Linked DNA regions of Mus musculus: region 2 is linked to region 1. A link is a contact called in public Hi-C data. All regions are on one chromosome and are shown on one strand. Each heading gives the region's core, a stretch centred on a gene start, on an enhancer-like site or on the middle of the called end of the contact. The rest is flanking DNA. Distances are from core to core; before and after follow the strand shown.

Region 1 (7,455 bases), core at 1,922-4,421:
ACACTATTAATGATACTCAGCTATGCTTGCACACAGGAGCCTAGGATAACTGTCTCCTGAGAGACTTCTTCCAGCAGAGGATGGAAATAGATGCAGAGACCCACAGCTAAACATTAGGTGGAGCTTGGGGAGTCTTTTGGAAGATTGGCGGGGGGGGGGGCGGGGGGGGATAGAACTGAGTGAGCCAGAGGGGTCAAGGACACTACAAGGAGACCTACAGAGTGAACTAACCTGGGCCGAGGGGGCTCACAGAGCCTGAACCACCAACCAAAGAACACACAGGCCCCATACACATTTGTAGCAGATGTACAACTTGTTCCTCATGTGGGTCCCCTAACAATTGGAGTGGGGGCTGTCTCTGACTCTGTTGCCTGCCATCGGATCCCTTCCCCTTCCTGGACTGCTTGGTTGGGCCTCAGCAGGAGAGGATGTGTCTAGTCCTGCTGGGACTAGATGGGCCAGGGTGGTGTGGTACCCAAGAGGAGGAAAGGGGGTGGGGTAATGGGGGGATTTATAAAGGTGTGACTGGAAGGGGCTGCAATTAGGATGTAAAGTGAATAAAAATAAATTATTGAAAATAATAATACCTGCTCTTATAATACCATTAGAAAGCTCAAATGAGAACACATGTTCCACGGGCAGGGTGGGAAAGAGCACCTGGCTTACACTGTCAGCACACGGGTTCTGCTTGACTGGATGATCTTGGTTTTGTCTGAGAAGGATGGTCCTTTCCTTCTAGGTCAGAGATGAACTCTAGAGCCCAAGATAAAGTAGGATTCCTCCCTCCCCAGCTGAAATACAACAGCCTGGTCCACCTTCTCCCGCTACCTGGCCTCGTGGCATTAAGAAAGACTCAGGAGTCATATGTGATAACTAGAATCCCAGTGCCTGGAAGGCTGAAGCAGGAGGATTTCTAACTTGAGGTGAGCCTGGGATACATAGCAAGATGTCTGTCTGTCTCGTCTGTCTGGGGGAGGGGGAAGGAAAGAGGGTAAAAGAGAGGGAAGGAGAGAGGGAGGAAGAGGGAGGGGAAGAGAGAGAGAAAGAGAGAGAGAGAGAGAGAGAGAGAGAGAGAGAGAGAGAGAGAGAGACAGGTTTTCGAACCTGTGCCCAATGACAGCCCGGAGAAGGATCTCCATTCTATCCCCAGGGAGGCTGACAACCACAGGCCCTTTGCCCAAGGTCATTCAGCTAGTGGTTGGTGATACTCTATTGGAAACTCGGCCTGCCCTCCTCGGGAGCCCACACCCCCCACTGGTGCAGGCACACGTGTGTCTATCATTCATCGCTCTGTTCCAGGAGAGCTCCTTCCCCGCTCCACTCACCCCCGCCATTCAGTCACTTGCTGAAGCCCACTGATTCTTCCTGCACAACATCCTTTGCAGCAGCTCCTCCTGCGCGTTCCCCCCTGGCTCCCCCTTAGCTGCCCTCAGTAACTCAGAGAGGGCGGCTCGGTAATAAAGCCTCGGCTGGGCTCCCCAGAGCCTCATCAGCCTGTCTTGATATCTCATCTCTGTGAGCCAAAGTTTCCATAACCGTAGAAGAGATAGGACTGCGATGCCACATAATTGTCAAGAAATCTAAATGAGATGTCATGTGTGAATGTGAAGCAGCAGGGGACAGAATAAAATATTCTCTTAAGAGAGATTCATTTACTTTCTTCCAGAATTGGGGGTGGGGTGGGGTGGAGGTGGGCGTGTTCAGAACACAAGCTCTGTAGCCAAATGGTCTGGACCAGGTACCATGACTTATCAGCTCTGTGACCTTGCAGATGCTTATTACGGTTGCTCTGTACCAACAATCTGGCGTGTAAACTTCGGGTGATAAGTCTACCTTTTATAACAGAGCTGTGATGAGGATTCGCTGAGTTCATCCTGACTCAGTGTATGGACACAGTCACTTCCTAATAAAGGTCAAGTGTTGTCGATTGCACTCCCACACACTTCCTCCCACTCCTCGCAGCCTACACACTTGTAGAAAACTCACTCTCTGGGTGACCCAGCCATGGTATCACTTTCCTGCTCTGACCATCCACTCGCTGCCTGTGGTCTAAAGTTATGTCATCCACCATGGTGGCAGCTAACTCCAAAGGGGTGGGGTGGGGCGGGGCGGGGCAGGGGACTATAAAAATCTAAGACAGTTAAATAAAACTTAAAATCTGTTCATCATTCTTGCTAACTACATTTCTAGTGCTTAACAACTCTTGTGGCTAGGAGTTCTTGTATTGGGCTAATATAGATGTAAGGTGTAGTTGTTACTGTATACGTCTCCGTGGATAGAAACAGCCTAGGGGATAAAGTACACGTCTTAAGCTGGGCTCCCATCCGTAGTGTAATTACTGTGCAGCTTAGCTCTTTTCTCCTCTTGCCCTGCTGCCTTCCCTTCCTGTCAGGCCAGTGACAGACACATGTTATTACAGATTGCATAGGTCCTCTATTATGCATGTTTGTTCCATCAACGTATCTGCACCAACAGCCTACCACACGCAGTCCACAGATGAAAAAGTGGGCAGAGGAACCTGCCCTTTAAGCAGCAGACTATAGGCCAGACTGGAATAGAACCAGCACATTATCTAAAAACAATTCACTCGACATTCCGGTGGGGCAGGTGATGGTTTGCTCATCTTACTACCTTGATGCAGGAGTTGCAAGCTCAGATGTTTGCAAAGGCCAGGCCTGCTGGCTAAGTGAAGTCAGCCTGGGACTCAGCCAGACTGGGCTGAACTGAAGAATACAGGTCTTTCCAAAGGACACTTGGCTGCACACAAGGGTGGCTCTGGGTTCATGAACGCGGATGCCAGAGAGGACGTTTGCTAAGCGTCATGGAAGCAAATGCATTAGGATTAATGTGTTTGCATGCCACCAGCTTACAGACTCTGCCTTTGCTGCTTATTCTAGTTCAAGCATTTCCACCTCAGGCAATATGTTGCTGAAGCAAACAGCGCCCAAGCAGGGGACAGGAAGAAGGCCATGTGGCTGTGACGAGGAGTAATTGGATCGTACAATCCTTAATTTTAAAAAAGCATGAATGAATGGATGGATGGATGATGAATGATTCAACAAGTTGGCTCATTTGGTTACCTTCACACCCAGAAACCCAGCATCACAGCTGAGTCAAGAGGTTGCAGCTGAGGCTGTGGGCGCTTGGTGCTGTGTGTGAGTTTGTAAGGGCAGGAAGTGCCCTCACCTTATACGCCACGGAAGTTCAGAGGTCTTTCAGAGCCCTGTTTGGCAACTTCTCCATATGCAGCGAGTATTTTGTTGAAAAGAGTGCGCTCCGCTTGCGGCTTAAAAACTTGAACACTGCCAATTCAAAAACCACTGTTTTGTGTCATTTCCGGAAGAAACTCTTCTTTGCAGCTCCTTATACAATCCTTGGATAAACCCTAGATCTTGCAAAAACATCCTCTGCATATGGGAGTCCATATGTAGGTCTATATGTGTACAATCAACCCTCCATATGCAAGGGTTCTATATCTGACGATTCCATCAGCCAACTATCAAAAATATTTGGGAGGAAAAGTCTGCATCTGTCCTGAACTTGTACAAACTTGCCTCCTGACGTTACTCCCTAAATGATGCACCATAAAAACTATCTGCATAGGATTTCCATTGCACTGGGCGTTAAAAGCAATCTTGAGATATCTACACAATTCAGGAGGGTGAGGGTCGATTTCAAGCCAACACTAAGCCATCTGCAAATGAATCTTAACTACTGGAATATTTGGGGAATCCAAGGGCATTCCTGAAACCAATCCTCAGCTATTCCCAGGATATCTGTGTGTTGTCTAAGAAACATTCCTATTTCCTTTTTTCTTTTTTTTATCTATATCCTTGATGTTTTACCTGTAGGATATCATTGCCTGGTTTTCAGCATGGCTTCACACTCTAACCCCCCCCCCCTCCAGGGAGCTGTTTATAAAAGTGTTCAGTCCCTAAGATTCTGGTTTAGTGGAATTGGTGAGAGGTGAGGGCAGGCGTTGGTGCATTGAGAAAGCTCCCTAAGCAATTCGGAAGCACTTGGAGAGTTGAGCATCACGCCTCAGCACATGCCTCCACCACCTGCTTGTTCCCAAGTGAGCACATCCAAGAGCCTGTTCCTCTTCGCTACGGAGACAACAGCCCCATTCTGTTTCCACAGCTGCACCTTACCCCATCATATGGGTAGGCTACCCAATCACATAAGGCATTCCTAAAATGTCAAGGATTCCTTCCTTGGTAAGGAAGGAAGAAGAGACAGAAAATTGCTTATCGGAACCATGCCCTAAGGAGGGAAGACAGAAGAAGGGGCAATCACCCTCCAGTTGAGAGCAATTGCAAAGTGCTCCTTTACAGAGTGACTTGGCCCACAGGAGGTAAGGAATGGGCCTCAGTAAAGGCCCCAGAATAAATAAATACAGGGAAAGAAACTTCTCCCACATCCTCCCTCTGCTTTTAAGAACTCTGGAGGAGTCAGACCCAGGAGGACCAGGGTAACACGTGGAGGTTGTTCTTGGCTATGTCCTCTATTTGTTGTTCACACCTTGAAGATGCCAATGCCTACAAGGAACACTAGCATGCCTTTGCTCATTCGTCATAGTGCCCTTAGACCACGAGAAGCCAAATCAAAGTATGACAGACATCTCTTGCTTCTGCCTGACCAGCATCTATCCCCCACTCTTTTCTGAGGAATCACCCCCCCCCACACACCCATAATTTGTGTGTGTTATCAAAGGCTCCCCTCATCCTCTGGCTCAAACACTGAATGTAGGTCCTAGGCTACCGTGTGGATTTAGGGATGGACAAGTCACTCGAGCCTTCTGATGAGAATCAGCACTGACACTTCTGCTGGAACTACTAAGAGGAGTATTTGCTAGTCAAGTTGCTCAGCTGCTAAGGAAGAACTTATATATCTGTCATGTTTATTATCAAATGCTCACGTGCGTGTGTGTGTGTGTGTGTGTGTGTGTGTGTGTGTGTGTGCACAGAGTGGGGGAAAGGAGTGAGGGAGGGGGAAAGGTAGAGGAAAGGAGGGAGAGGGGAGGATGGAGAGAAAGAGGACTCTATCAACCAAAGGCAAGAGACTGGAGGACAAGCAGCAGAAGGCCCTGTTTTCTCAGTAATTTGTGTGCTCCCATAAATCAACATTCCTACTGAGGAGACAGCTGCTATCAGCATTTGCTTCAGCCCATGATGGGGGACCAAAGGAAGCTGGGATACGATGTCCCATCTTCTCCATGATTTTTCTGTGTGTTGCATTCCTTGACAAAGACCACTGGACTCAGGAATCTGCTTGGGTGACAGAAAGTGTCAGGAGACTCACAGTTTGACAGGTGCCCCATATCCATGGGTGCCTGGTATTTGGGTTTCTTTTCAGCAAGTCCCTGTTGGACTGACACATCCACCTTCTGGTCCCATCAACACCCTGCCCTCATTGGTGAAGGAAAAGATGCACGGCCCCGAGGTCATGCCCTTTCTTGACAAGAAAATGAGTCACATCCATCATGTTTTTGCCTCCAGAGTTACACGGTTTGGAGCCAGGAGATAAATCCACATCAATCCCAGCCCCTTTCGAAGGCAGACGGAGAAAGCTTCCGTGGCTGCAGGTGAAACTGTAGCCCTGACTGCAAGGAGGGTGGCTACCTAAATAATAACAAACCAGATCAACAACCAGGCCCAGAGACCACAAAGGGCTTTCGCTGGCCTTACCCAGCATGCACTCCTTCCCTTTAGGAAGTCATCCTTCTCCTACTGTACGCAGTTCCTATGAGGGTGTCAATCACCAATCCAGCTTTCCTTGCTCGCAGCCCAACATTCCCATGTCTAGTGAATCATATTCTCTCTCTGAAATTTGATCTGAGGCTGAGAGACACAGGGGTGGGAACAACTGGAGCTGATTCACCCCGCTAATATCACCATGTAAAGGCCAAGTGTCCATCCCATCCCACACCCCACCCCAGGGTGGCCTTCCGATGCTTGGCTCTGCCTGTTTGTGCAGCTCCATCTCTTCCCAGTCATTTAGTTGCTCCTTGAGGTAACTACAGTCCACTTGCGTTGCTTGCAAACGATCGTGAACCCTGACCAACTGGAAGATGCCTGGTCTGTCCTCGTGTGAATGGAAGACGTAGGATATCTTTTTAAGAACATCTTCAAATAATGGTCTCCAAGTGTATTGCAGACTCCCATGGCCAGAGCCTCCTCTCCTACAGACCCCTCCAACACTACAACATTTTGACTGCACAGAAGTCAGCCTCCCCAGCAGAACTGGTCCTGTCTCTGAGGCTCTTCTTCCTCTCTCAACCCCCTCCTGGGTGGAATCCCAAGGCTCCCTCTCAAGTGAAGGTCCTTCTAGGCTCCTTTGAATCTCAGACTGAGTATCCACTCCTCAGGGAGCCCTCTCTGACCCATTCATCTATGTTTAATCTGCTTACGGTTTTGTAATACTTCCTTTGACCTGTCATCGCTAAGATACTTTATTGTCTTCAAAATAAAGTGGGAATGAACAATGATGACTCACAGAGTCATGGGATTAGATGTGACAACCAAACTGCCATAAGTTCACCATGAATATTAGTTATTGTTATGGCTCTTGTCGTTATCATCATTGCTGTCATCCTCATCATCATCATCACCATCATCACTGTCACAGTCACCATTAGCATCACCACCCTCCTCCTCCTCTTCCTCCTTCCCCTTTTCTTCTTCCTCCTCTTCCTCCTTCCCCTTTTCTTCCTCCTCCTCCTCCTCCTCCTAGTTCCCTTCCAGGTTATTGCCTCCATCAAAGCAAAAGCAGTACATAATTTTGTCCCCACCGATGCAATAATATTTAATTGGCTGTGAGTTGGTTGAGATTTGAAGCCAGTAGCCACAAGCTATCCTCCTCCACCTCTGCTTGTTTCCCCTGGCCATGCTACATATTTCATTTCTTCTTAATATTATATTCTGCTCCAAAGCAAACCAGAGTTAGGGCAGAAAGATTTCTGCCATGGAGGAATTCATTTTTATTTATTCCTTCCCTCCTTACTGAGGTTAGCCAGCCTTCCCAGGTGTGGTGTCAAACGCCTGTCATCCAGGGTGTGTGACACAGAGGCAGGACGGTCCTCACACGTTTGCTGATGGACTAAACTAGACTGAGTTTCAAGCCAGCCATGGGTTCACAGTGAGATCCCGTCTATTTAGTTAAAAACTAAATAAGCAAATCTGGCTTTTTGCTGGAGGTGGGAATAAGATGCCACACTTGGTTATCTATTGCTGTGACAGACCATGACTGACAGCAGCTCTGAGAGAAAAAGGTTTATTTGGCTTACATGGCCGAGACAGGAACTCGAGCAGAGCAGGAACTCGGAGGCAGGAAATGAAGCAGCACCGCAGAGGAACACTGCTTGCTGGCTTCTTCCCCTGGCTTGCTTAGCCTTGCTTTCTCCTACAACCCCACAACCCAGGACCAGCTGCCCAGGGTTGGCACAGCCAGGGCCAG
Region 2 (6,987 bases), core at 1,773-4,272, 130 kb after region 1:
AGCACTGGGGTCTTTTGATTTTGCATGCAGCGCAATGGTGCAAAGCAAAGTTATCCATGGGCACTACTGTCTCACTTCAGGCTATTCCACACCCACACGCTTTCCTCTCCAGATTTAAGGCCAGTTCACAGGGTGGAGGATGGCAATTCGACCCTGAGAATACCTGTATTCCCAACACCTGGGAGACTAACAAAGAAAGACAGAAAAGCTTCCAGGACAAGGTCAGTCTGGGCACAAAGTGAATCTGAGTGAGAACGGGGAAGGGGGGGATAGGAAGGGGAGGGAAAAGGTAGGAGGGGGAGGAGGTGTTGGGAGGAGAAGATGCAGAACCACTTCTGACCAAACCCAACCACACCTGGCTTAAAGGGAGAGAGAGGGGCAAAACAACCCTGTAAATTCAAGAGGCAAAGGGGGTCAGAATTGTAGAAGGCCAGTGTTGAACAGAGACATAGCCTCGAATGTCTGCTCATTGGTAAAGGGATGACCTCAGTTCCAAATGATCGATTCAGCATGAAAGTAGAGTCAGTATTCAACAAGTTGAATGCTGTGTGTGTGTGTGTGTGTGTGTGAGAGAGAGAGAGAGAGAGAGAGAGAGAGAGAGAGAGACAGAGAGAGAGACAGAGAGAGAGACAGAGAGAGAAAGACAGAGAGACAGACAGACAGAGACAGACAGACAGACAGACAGACAGACAGACAGACAGACAGACAGAGACAGAGACAGAGACAGAGACAGAGACAGAGGGGAGAGAGAAATTCACAAACTATTTATGGCATTCTAAGGGTTAAACAAGGCCACATCTTTAGAGATTCAATTTAAAACCTATCTTTCCCCCTCTCCCATTTTGCATCAGAGCCTCTCTGGAACAAAGCAGGCACTCTCCTGAGCTACATTCCTCAGTCCACAGTCCATCTTGTAGGCACAAACCCTAGAGATAAGAGAGGCCACCAAGTCTCTGATATTTGATTAGGTACCCCTGGTTAAAATCATGGCTCTTGAGCTAGAATCAAGAACCCAGGTAAGGAGTCTCTTGGAGTCCTTCTTGTGCCTCCTCAGATGTTAAAAAGGGCAACCTCAGGCAGGATCCCAGAGGCACCCCATCTGGAACCACCGCTTTCAAAGAGAGAGGAGGCCCAGGGGAAACCACAGTTGCTTTTCTAGGGGGATGCGCCATCTGCAGATGGCAGCCACCTGCAAAGCAGGGGAAAGAGGCAGACCCTCCTACTGGGAGGTAAGGGAGAGCAATGAGCAAGAAAGGGCTGGAATTAGGAAGAAAGAGGTTCCCTCCACACACAAGAGTCCTTGAAGACATTTCATTTCTTAAGCAGGGCTGGCAGTCCTGAGAGAATGCTCAGATAGCAGCGGGATGGATGCACTTTTTGACTTTTAGGGCCTTCCAGGAGCTCCACTGGCCTTTCCTGGATGGTGCATCTCTGGCCCAAATACACACCCCTTAAAAGGACCCTTTGGTGGTGAAGGATTCCTAGCCTGGGAGGTCACTCTGACAGGCAGGATTACTTCACTCTGCCTAACTCGGCCACGTCTTTGAAGTCTGTATTACTCTCTCTTCCCACCATCGGCATCCACAGCGCCACAAAGCCTACCTTGACACTGGAATCCCTGCTTCCCGAAGCCCCTGTAAAAGCACAAGAGGGAGTATCAGTCTGAGGGGTCCAGTTACCAGCTAGTTTCACACAGTCGCCCTCTCCCTTCCCACTGTCCCTCTACCCCAGGGGCAACCTCCTAGCTACAGCCTGGTCTCCAAGGTGTCTTCCACCTTGGATGGGATTGGGAGGTACACTACCGGAGCTTGGCAGTAACCCCCACCTCACATCTCCCCTGCAGTACAGAGGCGACCACGACCACCAGGTGGCAGGATGCGAGGGTGCATTTCCGCCCGGGTGGGGGCGGAAGGCGGGCTGGATATTTGCCCAAGGAGATGCCGGGAGTACCCTCAAGGAAAGAGAAAAGGACCTGTCTAGGGGGAGGATGATAGGGACTTCACCACGGTGGTAACACCTGAGGGGCTAGGGGGCGGGGGGAAGGTCCCCCCATGCTTGGAGGGGCAGAGGGAAGAAAGGGGCCCTGCAGCGACTTGAGGGTGAGAACCAAGGAATGAAAGGGGTGCTCAAGACTCTGGAGGCGAAGTAAGAGATAACCCAGGGCACTGCTCTAGGGACGCAGAGGGAAGGATGCTCCACGCCCCGGGGAAGTAGAGGACACCCCAGAGAGCTGCCCCGGAAAGGAGGGGTGAGGGTGAGAGCTCCTCGAGCCCGGAAGGAGGCAGAAAGATCGGGAACCTCAGGCGAGAAAGACACCCGCGGAGCTGCCCTGCCGAGGAGGGACAGCCACACTGAGCCCTGAGCCAGGTGTCGAAAAGGCGCCTGCAGCGCTGTCCCTAGGCGCTCGGGCGACAGAGTGCAAGAGGGCAGAAGGCGCCTGGCGGCCAGCCGTCTGGGAGCAGAGAACCCAGCACCTGAGGGACTGGCCATCCGGGAGCGCAGGGCATAAGGGTCCAGCGGGATGGGGGTGATCACACGGCTCCTCCCCCCGGGGGCAACAACAGGGGTCCCCATGCGTGTCGCTGCCCTCTAGGGCCCCAGGCAGGTGGCCCGCGCGGCGCACTCTCACCAGATGAAGTCGGTGCAGTGGCTGCAGAAGGTGGGCTGCTTGAAGAAGCGGGCGGTGAATTTGTGGTTCTTCACCTCGTGCACGTTCTTCTGCCGGAGGGCGCCTTTGCGGGCGAAGCGCACTGTGCTCTCCTCGCCCTCGCTCGGCGGCGGCCCCGCAGCCGGGTCAGCCATCTTGCGCGCGCGGGGACTGGGGGGAGCCCCGAGAGGTGGCGGCCCCGGGGCGGCGGGACCGCGGGGCTGCAAGCCCGGAAAGGCGCGGGACTAGGCGGCCGCTGCTGCCGCCCGGGGACCGCAGGGCCGCGCTGCCCCTTCGCGCCGGCTCTGGCGGCGGCCGCGCGCGCGTAGCTGGGCTGTCACTCGCCCAGCTGCTGCCGCTGGTCCAGCTGTGCTTGGCACCGCTGGCCCCAGCTGCGGGGGAGGGAGGCGGAGCCCCAGTGTAACCCCGCCTCCCTCATTTGCATGAAACCCAGGCCCCGCCCAGAGCCGCCAGCTGCTTTACATATCGGCACCACCAGTACCACCAGCAGAGACACACACAGACACACACACACACATACACGTACACCGCAACCCGCAGGCCTCCCAGCCAAGTGTTCTTAGCCGCAGCGCTGCGGCGCGAGGACCGCAGTCTGCGCTGGACAGATCTGAGCCGCGCCCCTGGCACCCTGTCCTAGGCCCTGGGGTGCGTTAAGATGAGCACCTCGGTTGATCCAGCAATGACCAAACGCCTAAGGACCCAAGGGGCTCAAGGAGATGAGGGTTGAACAGGCTGGAAGCAGCCAGTTTCACCTTGGCCTCTGCAGAGACTGGTACCCAGCACCCTCCATCCATCATCCCATTGGTCATTCGGCATGCGTCTCCTGGAGGGATGGGCTTTCATTGTCACTCATCCGGAAAGGCCTGTGGCCACACACACACACACACACACACACCAAGGTCTGCAGAGGTAGGGGAGGACTATACATATATGCATATGTATATATGTATATATCCACCACAAAGACTTGTCTCCACTTGCTCGAACACTTAGAACTCTCTCCACAAAAAGACAGTTTCCCCAACCCCAAAATGGCTGGGCTAATGATGACAGGAGACAAATTTAATAAATGAGCGTTTCCCTACATTTCATTCACTTTTGTCCCTTCTGGTCATACTTGTGCAGTCTGTTAAAACAAAAGTCTATGTGATTGGAAATACCTAGGTTTGTGTGGGTTAAGATCTCCCCAGGTGCTGTCCTCACACCTGGGGCCTTCTTGTATTTGTTAGGAGAGATTTCAAATGTTCAGGGAACATTAATATCCAACGCCATACTCCCCTTGATGCCACTTGAAGGATGGGAAGATAACCAATGATACGACATTGCATGTTATATAAGGCACTGCATCTAAATCTCCCTCTGGTGTGATGCTCTACAGCCTGGGGATGAAAAATGGCATCTGACCGAACTCTTCCACACGTCCCCGGCATTGTTAATGACACCTTCATGTCTCCTGGTGTTGAGTTTAGCATCTGACAGCTCCTACAAGCCCAGTGAGCACTGCTTGAGTAAGTAACAGAATGGAAGAAGGTTACCTGTACCATGCATGACCTGTAAATGTGCAAAAATTAAAACTAAACATACAGGGTGTCAGGGAGGCTTGTGCACTGTCTCATTCGGTCACAACCATAACCTGTATAGACCAGGTAAGTTCTGTGAATAAGCAAAATTAGATGGAAGTGAGTAAGGGGTACACAGTCTCGGGGTTGTACAATGGAGGCTGTCCAGACTACAAAGTGCACTGGTGACAAAGGGTTGGGCCTCTGTAGTGGCAGAGCCTGGATACCACTCTGACAATTCCTACTGGGAGCTCCTGAGCAGAGAGTCACAGTGAGGTGTCTAGCAACTGCATGGTGAGCTATATACCTATAATAATACAGTGTCCTTCCCCTACATAGTAATGCAAAGGTAACAAGGGGGAAAAAGGCATTCACTTTTAAGGTTGGCATGTTTGGGAAACTGGATGTCCCTGGCTATTCTTAGTCTTTTGAGAGGCTCCAGCACCTCCCAGGGAGACTTGGGAAAACATCCCAGGAGACATTGCTGCTGAAGGAGATTTCCTTTGAAAGATGAACTGGAGGCTCACAGCCCACATCCTGTCTTTTGAACCAAGTGCTCTGAGTGACTTTGGTCTGTAACAACAAACTACCTCATGGTGTCTAGGCCTGGAGCCGCATTGCTGCTGTCCTAAAAGCCATTCCATTCCTGGAAGAGCTGTGTGAAGAGAGGCTGGAGACTCAGGTTCCCAGAGGACCCAGATATCTACAGGTTAAAGTTCAAACTGTGGCCTTTGAATACTGGTTTTTGTTTTGTTTTGTTTTGTTTTGTTTTGTTTTGTTTTGTTTTGTTTTGCCAGCCCAGTGATCTTCCTTTCTTTTTATTGTTCACACTATAGTATTTTACCTAAATATCCAAATTATAAGTTCTCTGGTGGTGGGAGACAATGGAGCTTGCATCTCTGAGTTCATCTATTCATTTGTTCACTCGTTCAACAAAAATTACATGTGCCATTCCAGACACTAAAATAAGCCAGATAAAAGGTTCTGCCTTCATGGAACGTATGAACCAATTAATGAGACTGAGGAATGATAATCTATCAATTAACAAATCTCTACCAAGTGGTGTGAAATCTGTCCTGTAAATAAAAATGAATCATATAATCATAAATTATAAATTATGGTGAAAAAAATAACAGTATCCAAGGAAGCCCTTTATAACTAGGCTTATCTAAGAGAAAGCTTGAATGAAGTGATGGTGAGCAACCATGGCCCTGTCTGAGGCTAGAATTTTCTAAATAGATAAAAGAATAATGACAAAGGATTTAGCTCATCGTGCTGGACAAAAGCAAGGTGGTCTCTGTGTCTGAGATAGAAAAGAGGCAGCAGTGCTGGGCGGTGGTGGCACACGCCTTTAATCCCAGAACTTGGGAGGCAGAGGCAGGCAGATTACTGAGTTTGAGGCCAGCCTGGTCTACAGAGTGAGTTCCAGGACAGCCAGGGCTGTACAGGGAAACCCTGTCTCAAAAAAAGAAAGAGAGAGAGGGAGAGGGAGAGGGAGAGGGAGAGGGAGAGGGAGAGGGAGAGGGAGAGGGAGAGGGAGAGGGAGAGGGAGAGGGAGAGGGAGAGGGAGAGGGAGAGGGAGAGGGAGAGGGAGAGGGAGGGAGGAAAGAAGGAAGGAAGAAAGCAAGCAAGGACGGAAGCAAGCAAGGAAGGAAGGAAAAGAAAAGAAAGGAAAGGAAAAGAAAGGAAGAGGAGAGGAGAGGAGAGGAGAGGAGAGGAGAGGAGAGAAGAGAAGAGAAGAGAAGAGAAGAGAAGAGAAGAGAAGAGAAGAGAAGAGAAGAGAAGAGAAGAGAAGAGAAGAGAGGCAGCAACTATTAAACAATGAGATGTGGCCTGATACAACACAGGTTCCTCTTAAAGATCACCCTGGATACCACATGGGAAAAGGCTTTAGACAAGGAGAATGGAGGCAGAGAGAGCAGTGGAGAGGTCCTTTAAAACGATGAAGCAAGGGAGGACAACATGACATGGTGTTCCACAAGCCTGAAGAGCAGAAAATGAATGTGTGTGTCCAGGTCTCCGGGCCCCCATTCTGGTCACCTCTACCCATTAAGGAGTAAACGCTGGGCATTTGGTAGACATCAGACGTAAAGGGAAACAGGTTGTCCTGCATTGTAATGGAGTCAGGGTGTCTTCAAACCAGAGTTCATTCTTAATGTTGAGTACATGAATTCTACAGCAGCCAAAAAAATCACAAAATGGAGTGGCTACAGATAGAAGTGCATTGTTGTTACATTTAACAGAGGGTAAAAACTCTAAATCAGAGACTGGAGAGATGGCTCAGTAGTTAAGCATACTTGATGTAAAGGACCTGGGTGCAGGTCCCAGCATCTACATGGTGGCTTACAGCACCATAACTCCAGTGTCAATAGTTCCTAGAACCTCTTTGACCTACTTAGGCACCAAGCACATGCATGGGTACACATACATACAGGCAGGCACAACACTCATACACATAAAATAAAAAGAATGTTTTAAAATTCTAAACCACGTTCTCTCTGGAAGACTCAGATAGGACCCTTCCCCTCTCTCTGTCCCTGCTTCTGGTGGCTGTCTGTGTCACATCTTTCTCTGCCTTTGTGATCCTATTCCCTAGTGTGTCTCTCTTCTCTTCTCTCTGACTTCCGTGTGTGTGTCTTACATGGACACTTACTGCTCATTGGACTTACTCACTGCTCACCCATTAATCTGAATGATCTCTTTATCCCAATATCCCTATGTTAATTACCAGGAAGACTTTTTCTAAATAAGATACCATTT

What was found. Hi-C and Micro-C count contacts between places; a contact is called where the count stands out from the background.
Region 2: a Hi-C map of Th1 cells shows a contact between it and region 1, with 1.9 times the contacts expected there. The contact joins the promoter of Prkcb here to the enhancer-like site in region 1. A contact is called at or near these places in 14 of 39 promoter capture datasets (the 3T3-L1 cell line, the C10 cell line, HPC-7-derived erythroid cells and 9 more), 1 of 15 datasets of contacts at CTCF or cohesin (CD8 T cells), 17 of 484 Hi-C or Micro-C datasets (B cells, CD4 T cells, CD8 T cells and 10 more), 16 of 115 datasets of contacts at active chromatin or transcription factors (CD8 T cells, the SCID.adh cell line, T-cell acute lymphoblastic leukemia and 13 more) and 4 of 9 other capture datasets (adipose tissue, bone marrow-derived macrophages, liver and 1 more).

The regions. Positions count from the first base shown.
Region 1 is chr7:122,410,072-122,417,526 of GRCm38.p6, reverse strand. All of the region lies in intron 2 of Prkcb (protein kinase C, beta), which reads right to left. Among named protein-coding and RNA genes, the nearest start is that of Gm51497, 120 kb to the right of the region's middle. Within about 2 kb of position 3,171, at least 54 of the 459 cell types and tissues checked have an H3K27ac peak or open chromatin away from gene starts, as enhancers often do. A contact at or near this core is called in CD8 T cells, DN3 thymocytes, Th1 cells and 5 more, where this site is marked.
Region 2 is chr7:122,285,160-122,292,146 of GRCm38.p6, reverse strand. Prkcb (protein kinase C, beta) reads right to left here and starts at 3,022. Exons shown (of 17, transcript NM_008855.2): 1 at 2,630-3,022; 2 at 1,603-1,634. The coding sequence starts at 2,802. It overlaps Gm51497 (a long non-coding RNA gene), which reads left to right. Exons shown (of 3, transcript XR_003946872.1): 3 at 1-1,511.